Regions from separate parts of the Zea mays genome. Here regions 1 and 3 are each linked to region 2. The links are chromatin contacts, called in public Hi-C maps. All regions are on one chromosome and are shown on one strand. The core of a region is the stretch at or near the end of the contact, and the rest is flanking DNA. Distances in the headings are between cores, read along the strand shown.

What was found. A called contact is a pair of places that touch in the nucleus more often than the background predicts.
Region 1: a Hi-C map of ear shows a contact between it and region 2, with 4 times the contacts expected there. The contact joins the promoter of LOC103636243 here to the promoter of LOC103636240 in region 2. A contact is called at or near these places in 3 of 25 Hi-C or Micro-C datasets (ear, leaf and tassel).
Region 3: a Hi-C map of leaf shows a contact between it and region 2, with 2.9 times the contacts expected there. The contact joins the promoter of LOC103636245 here to the promoter of LOC103636240 in region 2. A contact is called at or near these places in 10 of 25 Hi-C or Micro-C datasets (bundle sheath, ear, endosperm and 3 more).

The regions. Positions count from the first base shown.
Region 1 is chr8:159,868,159-159,872,183 of Zm-B73-REFERENCE-NAM-5.0, reverse strand. LOC103636243 (B3 domain-containing protein Os03g0120900) reads left to right here and starts at 1,830. Exons shown (of 5, transcript XM_035961877.1): 1 at 1,830-2,064; 2 at 2,513-2,836; 3 at 3,657-3,981. The coding sequence starts at 2,002.
Region 2 is chr8:159,698,056-159,702,708 of Zm-B73-REFERENCE-NAM-5.0, reverse strand. LOC103636240 (SUPPRESSOR OF ABI3-5) reads left to right here and starts at 1,805. Exons shown (of 16, transcript XM_035961874.1): 1 at 1,805-2,212.
Region 3 is chr8:159,917,942-159,921,927 of Zm-B73-REFERENCE-NAM-5.0, reverse strand. LOC103636245 reads left to right here and starts at 1,852. Exons shown (of 2, transcript XM_008658606.2): 1 at 1,852-2,375; 2 at 2,476-2,911. The coding sequence starts at 2,156. The coding sequence ends at 2,780.

The sequences.
Region 1 (4,025 bases), core at 581-3,080, 170 kb before region 2:
TTTGGTATCCATTTGGCTGTGGTTGGGATGCGGTGCTGCACAAGCAACCATGGCCACCACCTGTGTTTCGCGGTTTGATGTATGAGGAAGACAAAGTAAATGATTTAGATTTTGGTGATATCCATGTTTCAATGAGGGAAGGAGCACCTGATGGCAAAGTGCAGTTGGTGATACCAGGAGATGGTGTTCAAGTCTGGATTCCACCGTGGCCATCCTTCAGTGGTGTGACATTGTGTGTCAAGTGTAGTGTCTATACACCCCTGCTACTCTTTGACAATCAAGGACCGCAACAACCTGTACAAATGCAGACACTGTTGAAAATTCCTTGGCAACCACATGTTTGGAAATTCTGGCTATCATCTCACAGATCGCTTGTTGGAACCATTGGTAGTATCGACTTCAGTTTTGAGGAGAATGATGAATTAGTTGATCGAAAAGAAACTGTCGTCACCTCTCAGTTGCAGGAAGAGATGGGCAGCAAGGAACATACCACGGGTCAGTTTCAGACACTGGACAAGCCCATTGCAGATAACAGCAGTGCAGCGTCAGTAATTGATGGTGTGAATCCGTTGACGAATTATCGGCGTGCACGTGGTCTTTGTGATCGCTGCGCCGAGAAGTGGTTTCCAGGTCACAAGGGTGCAAGCGGTGTTCAGCTTCATGCAATTGAGAAAATCTGGGACATGTTAAGGGGCTGTTTGGTTCGTGGCTAAACCTGCCACACTTTGCCTAAGGTTAATCGTTCAAATTGAATAACTAACCTTAGGCAGAAAAGTTAGGCAAAGTGTGACAAGTTAGTCATCAAACCAAACAGGCCTTAAGTCTCGAAGAATGTCTGGCGTCAGTTCTTGGGGTACTTAAACAACTACTGGTGGTGTTAGCCTCTACTGCTTGGTCTAGAATGGATAAGACTTTGACTCTTCATCTTTAGGGTCGAATTCAGCAACAGGAATTGCTGGGTCTCATTGATTCAAGGTTCTTCGGTGTACACGCCATATCCTAGCAATCGAGTGGAGCAGGGACTGGTTGCAACACTACAGTCCGATGAAGATGGATGTGACCAACAAAGGGATGGTGAGTCCCTACCAGGGAGCGACAATTTGTTTGCAAGAGCTGCTATCGTCTTTTCCCACTGGTGGAGTAGTGCAGCTGCTGATGATTTCAGAGGACAACAACTCAGCCGACTGGTCAATTTGGCTCCACGAGTGCAGCAGGTGCTTGATCAGTTCAGTGAGTTGTTTACAAAAAAATGAGTGTTAGCTATTGTGCAAATGCTCTGCATAAGGACAATAAGCGACTTGGGGACAAGCCGTGCTTCAAGCGATGGGGAATGTCAGCAACAGTACAAGGAACACATTGAGAAGCTGAGGATGGTGCACAGCGTGAGGAACCAGAAGAAGCTGATGAAATAGAAAACAGGGGCACGGAGCTGCAACTCACGTAACCAGGCTCCAATGGGCCATGTAATGCGTCATGGGCCGAGTCGTGCAACTATATAGGAGCAGTACTGTAAGAGAAAAAGGTATCAAAGAAATAGACAATACCAGAAAAAAGCCTTCGTGCTCCCACCATCTTCTCCGACTTCTCTATCTCTTTCCCCTTCATCAAGTTCTCCTTCCCCGTCGCTAACAGCCCGTAAAAAATTAAAATAAAATGATCCGAGTAGAGCCAAACTGACACCAGTTGGGATAGACTTCTCGCCCAAAATCGTAGCATCGTAGCCGGCCGGTGTGACGGACACGCGTCGATCGCCACCTACAGGCCATAGGTGTGCGTGGAAAGTCGTGCCAGCAAACAAAAGGCGTGAAAAGTTGGCTCATTCACTCCCCGGCTTTTAGTAGCGGGTAGCTTCGCCCACCAGCAACCAAACAGATCAGCAAAAGAGGCCTCCTCGGCTCGGTTCCAGTTCCACCCACTCTCACAGTTCTTATCACCTACTACTCCACCTCTTCCTCCACTCTCCAGTCTCCAGGTTGTCTTCGTTGTCTGGTCTTGGGGCTCATGGAAGAGCCGAGGAGGCCTCGATTCTTCAAGGTCCTCGTTGTCGACTTCGCGCGACGAATAGTAAGTAGCCCTCCGCCCATTCCTCCTCCTCTTCCCGCCGCGCGTTCCCTCCGTATCGATGCTCGCATCCGCACTTCGCTGGCCTGCTCGGAGAGGGCTCGTGGTGCCGTCTGCCGTGTGTTTTTGGGGGGGGGGGGGGGGGGGGGGGGGGGGGGGCAGCAGGTTGACAATGCTAGGTGGCATTGTCGTGAAGCGTTCATGTTGCCATTGCCAAGACTACCAGGTGGTGCCACACTGCCACTGCATCCGTCAAATGTGTGGCAACATCTCAAATGTGAAAATGGTACCCTACGCCGGGTCCGTCAAATTTTAAGAACACCACTGCGTTTCAGTTCAGTCCCCGATGACTAATCTTTGACATCGTCACAGTTCACAAAGTCCCGTTTTCGGCCATCTACTCTAGTTGGAACTAGGTTGTCCTCCTAACCTTGTTTCTACATGCATGCAGGAGATACCTCAAGGCTTCCTCTGCCATTTTCCAGAGGGGAGAGACAGGAAGCCCGGCACCACAGCGGTGGCGTCTGCTAAAGTCGTCCTCACCAATGCCGAGGGTAGTAGTATCTGGCCGGTTGCGCTAGAGTCGACCGACGGCCGCGTGTTTCTCACCACGGGGTGGCCAAAGTTCGTGGAGGACAACCGTTTGGGGAAGGGCGAGATCCTTATCTTCAAGTACCACGGGAGAATGCGTTTCGTGGTCTCGATTTTTGGCGTGGATGCCGTCGAGAAGGCAGGTCGCTGGTCTGCAAGGAGTGGCGCCCAGGCCGCGGAGAAGGTACGCGGAAATAGTTAGATCGATTCATATAAGGTTCTTTATTTGAGTACATGATGCATCCTTCCATCTTTCAGTTTCTAGTTCACGTTGAGTAAGCTTGTTGTTAGCAATTAGCATGGTCTTAGATAAGTTAGTTCTGCATGTTTTGTAAGTCTAATTTAAATTTAGAGTCATATATACTCCACAAAAGGACACAATTCTCACTTTTCGTGATTTGAACTTTGACCAAAGTTATATAAGAAATCACTAACTTTTATAATACAAAATAACTACGACTGGATTTACTATGGAATATGTTTCTGTACTAAACATAGTTACAGCCGTAAACATCAATACCATCCACTATAAACTTGGTCAAAATTACTAGCACGAATTCCATAGCTGCATTGTTTTGTGGATGGAGGGAGTATTACACATGATGATCTTCATGAAATTGCTGTTGGCTAGAGAAGCTTATTGTTCCAAAGAATTATTTCACATAACTTTTAGACTGCTACCCTAGCTTCAGTTTTTTTTTATTATCATACCTCATGTTTGTTTTCATACAGCATAATCCAACCAGTGACAAATATCAAGAAAGTTAACGAGGAGATGAAAGTTTTGTATTTGTTCTGGCATAACTCTGTAGGCAATATAACTGAACTAGTATGGCATGTACCTGCATCTTTTATGATTCCCATCAGATAGACAAACATGCCTTATGGAAGGAAACGAATGGAGCACCTTTTTGGTTCAACAGGGAGCATTCATTTTTAAAATGTTGATAGTGCCTTGCTCTAATCTTGTCCACTTAACTGATAGTTTTGTATCCAACTCCTAGACAGGTACCATGCAACGAAACACTAAAGGGGATGAACACATTTCATCCCAGGGCACAGCTGGTTTCCTTGACTCACATGAAGTAGTTTGCTCCAAAGATTACTTGGAGACGTACTTGTCAGAGGAGACAATGGAGGATGATAAGGCTAAAGCAGTAGCGGAAGTAATGAAGACTTTGCGTGTTGACAAATTGACAGTAGACTTATTCTGTGCTATACTCTGTTTGTGTGAATGGAAAGTCGAGGCAGCTGCAGAATATTTTAATTTTTGTAGGGGCAAACCACAAATCCCGGAAAAATCTCTGAAGCAGAAATTTGTTTTTCAGTGTAAGTTTTTTTATTACTTCGTGGTCTTTCATTTTTGCATTGTA
Region 2 (4,653 bases), core at 556-3,055:
CCTTTCAGCCAAATCACACATAGCATTTTTAAGCCCTTTGCAGGCATCTGAACACAATGCTAACAAAGGCAGATCCCCCACAACCTTGTGCAACTGATGAAAGAACCATGTCCAGTTTTCAGTATTTTCTGCCTCAAAAAATCCATATGCTACTGGATACATCCAATTGTGCCCATCAACACCTATTGCACAACATAGGTGACCATTCCACCTTCCATTGAGAGCTTTGGAGTCAGCACTTAGGTATGGTCGACACCCACCCTTGAAACCAGAAATGCATGGACCGAGCGCACAAAAAAATCTACTAAAGAAAGGACGCCCCTCATCCATTTTGACATCAAGCTCAATGACACTATCTGGTGACTTTTGCATAACTGCTTCTCTCCAACGCCAAAGTAGCTGAAATCTCTCTTCCCAACTTCCAAATAATTCCTTCAAAGCTTTCTCTTTCCCATGCCAAACTGTGTCATATGCAATTGTACAACCAAAAGTGTCCTGCAATGTAGTTTGAAGCTCCTTAGCACCCATATGAGGCTTCTTCATAAGCAAAGGAAGCGCACGTGCAGCAACCCAAGCTCCGGTAGGTGTAGTCGTCTTACGTCTACCACTTGATGTACAAGTATGTTTGTCATTCAAGACAATTACCTGAAAAATTGGTTAAATTGTCAAATACCTATATTCTTTGAATTGTACATGTTAAGTGAAAAAGCTATAATCTCAGCTTACTTGAATTGTAGGAGAACCTTTCGTCTTCGGTCTAACATGAATGCTCCAAGGGCAATCAGGCCCTTTACAATACCCTCTAAATCTAGTCTTATTTGTTGCCTCAATTCCAAGCTCAAACTCTTTATTTATGGCGTATTGCCTGATTGCGAGTCTGAATTGCTGCATTGTTGCATACAAGCTGCCAGGCTCCATGACTGGATTGTTCATATCATATATGGTCCTAGTCTCATCGAGGACTGCATCAGAGCACGGAATGCCTTCTCCCAATTCATCTTCACATGGAATGCTATTTCCAAAACGGGAAGCACTTGAATCATCTTCCCTTCTATCATCTTGAGAATGCAGTCCAAGCTGATAATATAGACCTTGTTCACTAGTGAAATCATTTCTTCCTTCTTCGTTGTTGGTTTCTTCTAACATTATTGAATCCCAATCAATTTCATGAATTCCATGGCCACTCGCCTATTCACCAGAAACAGCTGTTATGTAATATGTAACTACTAACTTGCATACAATAAATTAAAACTACTGACCACTGTAGGTTGTGTCCCAATACAAGTCAATGTCCACTCGTCTTCTTGGACAGTGTATGCAGTGGTTTCGTCCATGGTGGGAACTACCTCTTTGTTGGGAGTATTATTCATAGTACACTGCACATAAAATGGTGCTCACTGGCTGGTAACCTGTAGTACTGTTTACTACGCTAAATGGAACCGCCCAATGGAAAGGAACGAAGCAAATGAATTTCTTACCAGAGCCGGCAGCGTTGGGGGACTTCAACCGCGCAATGGAATGGGCCTCAGCGCAATGGACCACTGGCGCAGGAACCGGCGACGCAGGGAAGGGCGAGATCCGGAGAAGGACAGGGCCCAGTGCGCGGAGACAAAGACAGCAGCTCGAGGAACACGACGGCTAGGGCGAGCAGAGTTGGGGCGAGGAAGACGACGGCCAGGGCACAGAGAGAATGGAATACGGGACCTTCACGGGCGACGGTAGAAGAGGAAGACGGTGGCAAGTTTCTAACGGCGCGAGGACAGCACGGGCACTGCACGAGGACTAAACACCATTAAGCGCGCGCGATGCCAAATTTACAATTGGAGGGAGATTTCAGTGCCACCCGTTCAATTGCCACGACGGCGGTGCCAAAAGTTTGAAGCCCGCCGTAGACAGTGTCATGTTTGCAAAATTCTCCCCTCCCGCACCCTGGATGTTTCACTTACGGTCGCGACTCGCGACTCCGCCCGCCTGCCCAGCGATAGCGCCATAGCGGCGACCGGCGAGCTCCAATATCACGCGGATCGGCGGCGGCGCCCTTGCCCCGGAGCCCCGCGGCGGCGCGGCCCTGTCCCCGTTCCCCGCCCCGGCGGTAGGCAGCCCCGTCTCCTGTCGAGCGCTCCCACCACCCCAGCCCCGGCGCCCCCGCTCCCAGCCCGACCGCTGTATCCGCGGCGACCGGCGTCCCGAACGGACGCGGCCCGAGCGCCTGGTGAGAAGCGCCCCTTTTATTCTCCCCTCCATTATCTTCATGTTAGCAAGTTTTCCCCAGGCCCCTAACTCTAACTTTTCTTTATATGCGATATAATATGTTAGCTAGTTGTTGTTAGATTTTCTTTGATTTAGTTCAATAATTCTATTGATGTAGCTTGCAGATGTATGCAGTGGGAATTAGGGATGCATTGGTTGATTACTTAGAGCATCTCCGACAGAGCCTTAAATCAGTGCCCTATCTTGAAATACAGGGCTTAACTCATAACAAACAGCTGCAACAATGCCACATTTTATAAAATTTTATAAAAAACAGAGCAGACCATGAAGTGACCCAAATATACTACATCACGGATTGATGCCCTATTCTTGTTTTCTACATCATCCTCAATCTTTTTTCCTAATAATGTAATTTATTTTCTAAAATACATGATTTAGGGCTTAACTATTAGAGATCAGTTTGGTTTTAGTGCCCTAAACACTTTAAATGATGTTATATTTTATTTTTTGAGGCACTATTTTGAGGTACCTTGTTGGAGATGCTATTATGCTTCAGCCGGTTGTAGGGGCGGGCACCTTTTTTACCATAAATCGAAAACCAAACCGAACCAAATTTTTGGTTTTTTCGGTAGTTTGGTTCGGTTTCGGTTTTTGTATCTAAGAAGTCCGGTTTTTGTATCGTAATCGGTTTTCACCGTATACCGAACCGAAATATAAAAAAAAACGAATACCAAACTTTATCAATTCTCAAATTTGACTATTCGATTAGGTGAACTAAATGTGTGATACAATTAAATTGTTATTCACTTATTTGTATGTGATGTATGATGTATCTCTAATATTTATACCTATATAATTTTTACTTTATAAAATTATGTGTAATCTATCATGTAAGCTTATTGTATGTATTGTCTTGAGTATAAGTTTGGTATTCGGTTTTTACCGAAAAGCCGAAGTAAAAAACCGAAACCGAACTTCTTGTTTTTCATTTTCTAGAAAACCGATTGGTTTCTAATGTCTGAAAACCGAAGTTTTTTAAATCCGAAAAGCCGAACTGATGTTTAGAAAAAAACCGAATGCCCAGCCCTAGCCGGTTGCAAAGGGCATTTTTGGAGTTGATTTTGTCAAAACCAAGCGGAGAAAAAAAGATGACTAGTAGTTTTTTTTGGACGATTGTCTTGTCATGTTCATTGAGAGAGACATTTTGGATGATGTGGATGAAGCTGACATAATTAAGACTTTCACGGCCATTAGAAAGCGTAGGCCCAAAAAGTAGTGATGTGATTCTATTTGGCATTTAAGCTTTTATTGTGTATATTTCAAACTATTAGTGTGCTGTATTGAACTATTTGTATGATAATTTAAGACTTATTATGCTATTTTAATAGTTGTGTACTGAATTGTGGCACAATTTTTATGATACTTTACCGAATTGCTAAATGGATTTTACTGGTTTGCTTATGAATTTTTTGGTTCGGCATACTCCATTCAAAAATCCTAAATCCACCACTGTTCACTCGGTTACCTGCGACGACTTGGTTATCCTACCAGGTGCCCATGTTGCCCTTCCCTGGCAACAAGCACCCACTGTATGCCCACCCCATTCTCTTTGTGTTGTGGAAACTGAGCACCCAAAGTCTAACCTAAGCTATTTGGATATTTGCAATTGGTACTGATGTAATTGCAAGTTCATACATGTGTTATGTGCCTCCTAACTTTATTTTTAGCAAAAAATTATCGGTTGTACATGTGTACAGTGTACACACATGTCATTTGCTGGGTCTGCCCCTGTTACGCTCAAAGGTCGATCGAATGATCTCAGTTGGTGGGCTTTATACCCTGAGCCTTGGGTGCAGAGCCCATTCGTTGGTAATTTGTTTTTGTGGTGCCTTGATTTGTTGTCCTGCTTTATGTTAGAGGGGACACACTAACCAGTTCAACCCACTGCTTGGGTTGAATTGGTTAGTGTGTTCACTCTAACATGGTATCAGAGCTAGAGGTCTCGAGTTCGAATCCTGGCAAGAGGCTTCATTTGTGTCTCCGTCCCTTTATTTTCATGTTTGTGCCTTTATCTCTGGCTGCACGTGAGTGGGAGTATTGAAGTGTATAACTGTATAAATGGATTGCCTACTTTCTCCTAACAGTTTAAGTTTTTGGGTTGAACTGATTAGTGCATTCACTCTAACACTTCATTCCCAGCTAGGGTTATATGCCACATTTGTGGTATTGCTTTTTTACGGTTTAGGTTATCATATATACATTATTTATGCAAATTAGATTATTGAATGACGAGGTTGATGCTAATCGCTACACCACGTGTTTTAGATTACAAGCTTTGCATATTCTTAGATTTTACTTGAAGCGATATGCCAGAATTTGAGACTTTGTGGTTTTATATATGCACATTCAATTTAACTACTTCAGGCATGCTACCAACCTTTA
Region 3 (3,986 bases), core at 603-3,102, 220 kb before region 2:
ATGTTGGTTCAGTTCATTTCCTTCACATAAGCGAATCATAAACTAATTAGATTTAATAGATTCGTCTTATCATTTAGTCCTAATATGTATAATTAGTTTTATAATTAGCCTATGTTTGAAGGTACTAAAGTTTAGCTCTTTATCGGTCTAGAGACTAGAGACCACACCTTTACATACCGGTCTTTTTATCGTACTACCTCTGTCCTATTATATAAGAGCAAGTTTTATAATATACTCAGCAACTAGTCGTAAGAATTATTGCGGCCTACCTCTTCACCCATGTGTACAGTGATTAGCTCTACTATTAATGTATGATCTACTTGTCTCTCTCATAATTCATAATTTTTTTGCTCTTGTGTCCAAGTCGATTGTAAGTTTACAATCAACTTCCTCTCTCTCATCCACGTGAGCATTTAGCCTGCTTACAACCTCTTATTATACTTGCTCTAAAGCGTAATCGTCTATAATTCAAAGACAAAAATATATTTAATTCTTTATATCAACATTATTACTATTGTATCGATATACATGTGTCTAGAAAGAGTACACCTTATATTATGGGGTAAGAATAAAAGTCTTATATTATGGGGGTATCATGCAGTTGCCTCCTAAAGTTCCTATCTTATCTTCTATCTCAAACTCCACTCTGCAAACTATGTCAAACGGTACCATCTACAGTTTCACGTCGTCTATTTTATCTTATCTACTGAAGACGGTCTAACAGGCCTTTTTAGGGCCTACTAAGCACGACATTAGTAAGCATGAGCCGAGCCGCTCAAGCACAGGAAACGATCAAACGACCATGCTTGCGCTTAGCGCCTCACCAAACGTGTGGTCCTCGTGCCATCCTGTTTGCCCGTTCTATTTCGACATCTATAATTATTGCAGCAATTCATTTTTTTGGGGTTGACTTGCTGCGCCTTGCGTCGTGGGGCGGCGATTGTGGTGTGACCAGGGCAACTCAGGTCATCACGAGATAACGATCCTCGATGAATCAAGACATCCTTCACATGCAAATTGAGGTGTCGATCGCCGCCCCTTTGCTGCTAGCAAGAGCAACAACCGAATCCATGCATGCACATCACCCCGCGTACGGCGGCGCCACATGCTTTGAGACTTGACCTTTCGGTTTTCAGGGATTCCTCCATACGCACACTAGCTATCAATCATGGGGTGCTGCTAATGACTACTAAACTCTTGTACTCCTCCATCCACACTCGATCGTTTAGGGTCTATTCGTTTTAATCTCATCCATATATGGGATTGAACGAGATTGAGTGCTCGTTCGGTTCTTCCTGAATGCGTTTTTGGATTAGTTTTGGATTGGAATAGTTCGCAAATTTGTATTAGTTTGATGAACTCGAATGGTTCCAGCCTCCAATCTAGACTAACCGAACAAAGCCCGAGTGGATTTAAATTTCTAGCAAGTTATTTTTTTCTATTTTTTTTCCAACCCTATATAATCTATGTAGAATAAAAATAACCGAACAAGGTTTTAATGACCAAGGATGAGGGATAACATTATACAGAACACTGTTAAATAACATCAGATCACTCACCCTCCAAAACTGTTTGAATGTTTGAGTAGCGGGGGAGTAAAACAACAATTTAGGACTGATTTGGTGACCAAGTAATTGGAGAGGATCTATGGGAAGGAATTCTCTTGCTATTCAAAATTAAATAGGAAGTGGATTACTCTCTCATGATTCACTTTAATTCACTGTCCACCAAACCAACTCTTAGTGTCTTTTTCTTTATATTCAATTTATGCTCCTTTTTCAGTTAGATTTAAGCAAGTCCAGCTCTATCCAGTCGTGGTATTATAAAGTGCAGGAGCCGCAACCACGTACTACGGATGCTGCTACTCGCTTGCGATCGATGAACCGCCAAGCCATATGCACGTAATGCAAGCCCTAGAACCCGTTTCCCCAATCAACCATATGCAGGCGGCATCTGTCGAGCACACGCAACGCAAGCATCGATCTGCCGGTATCTCTAAGCTTGAGCCAGCCCAGAGCCGGCCGCCGGAATCTACTACTCTCTGACGACTCGACGCGTTAGCTAGCTCGTCGTTGGCTACAAATTGCGCTGCTCTTCAGGGGCTTGTATTGCCATGACCATTATTCACTAGGGAATGTCATAGTAGCTAGCTACAATGGCGTCGTCGTCTTCTCTAGCGATCAGAAGCGTCCTAGGCTGCCTGATCCTCGTGGCCCTAGCCGTGTGCGGCCTGCCGTCCCTAGGCTCGGCCATGGGCGTGCCCCAGCGGCAGCCAAACCCCATCAACTTCACCATCGGGGTGGAGGGCGTCGTCTGGTGCAAGAGCTGCCGGTACCGCGGCTACGTCGAGTCCAGGGACGCGTCGCCACTCCGGAGTAAGTCCATTCGTTCGTTCGTTCGTACGTGCTCATCAGCAGCGTCGGTCTCCAGCCATGCATGCATTTCTGATCACAGTATGCATATATGTGCGTGCAGACGCCTCGGCGCTGCTGCGGTGCCGGCATGGCCGCCGGGCGCTGTCCGTGTGGAGCGCCACGAACGCGCACGGCTACTTCCTGGTCCAGACGGGGGCGCAGGCGGCGCCCTTCACGAGCAGGAACTGCAAGGTGTACGTGCCGCGGTCGCCGGTGCGCGGCTGCCGCGTGGCCGTCAGCCCCGGCCGCAACAAGGGGTCTCCGCTCAAGTTCCGCAGGTTCGTCACGCGCACCGACGGGCTGCAGGCGCGCTACTCGGCCGGCAGCTTCACGTTCGCGCCGCAGGACCGCTCCAAGTGTGACTGATGACCGCGAACGGCCCTCTAATAGAGACTTCCAAAGGGCTCGATCGCCCGCATCCCGTCAGGGATGGGGCTGTAAATTACAGTATAATTAATAATAAGCAAGGTCATGAAGCCGATGTGCCTTTTGTGCTTCGTTCGTGTGTTGTTGATCAAGTGCTGCTCCATGCTCGATCAGTTCGGCAAAGCACCTCAGATCGTGTGCTGTGCGTCGCATGTCTGCCGGCGGCCGTCGAACGCCAGGGCGCGGCGAATACGACGACATCCAGTCCAGCGTAGAGATGGCAGCAGGATTGGACTAGTAATAACTGCTACCACGGCCCACGGACACGAAGACGAAAGCCCAACGGCCGAGCCGCATCACGGGGGCTGTCCAGCACGCACTCTGTTTGTCTTGTACTCTAATCAGGGGCCACTATTTTTTCTAGCTAATCACTATATATATATATATAATACAAAATATCATATAACAGACCCTCTCAATCTAAATTGTCCCCTCAAATTCAAACCCTAGCTTCGACCCTCTCTTCTTGTCAGTATTTACGATTGAAGTTAAACAATAAAAGGATAGTAAAATCTATTTATTATCGGTAGATATATACAAACGAGAAGAAGGTCCGTCCATCACGCTCCACGACTGGGTAGATATATACATTTAATCATATTCTTTGTCCAGTACTCTTCCAGTTCTAAGGCATTTTGTTTTTAATGCATAAATTTTACTATATATTATATTATTGTTAGCGATATCGTAGTACAAAAATAATGTACATGCAAAACCAAAATGTCTTATATGTCACAAGCTCCGTTTGGATGCCAATATTGTAGGGCATGAAATTAAATTGGATTCAATATTAAATCAGTCATGATATTGAAATAAAATATAATTCTAATTCTATTGTTTGGATGTCGCTTCTATAAGGGTTTATTTGATGAATCGGAAGGCAATTCATTCTCCTTATATGAATCCTTAAACCTAGCCATACCTCATGTCTTTAGCCAGGAAAACAACTTTCTCACAGCCGAGTTTTCAGAAAATAAGATTAAAGAGGCCATTTTCTATGAAACACAATAAAACTCCAGGTCCAAATGGTTTTCCTGTTGAGTTTTATCAGTAGCTCTAGGAAACTATCAAGGGAGATCTATTGCAAATGTTTCACAATTTGAAGCTTCTTCTATTTGCTTTTGAGCTAGACTCAGGTCTAAAGAT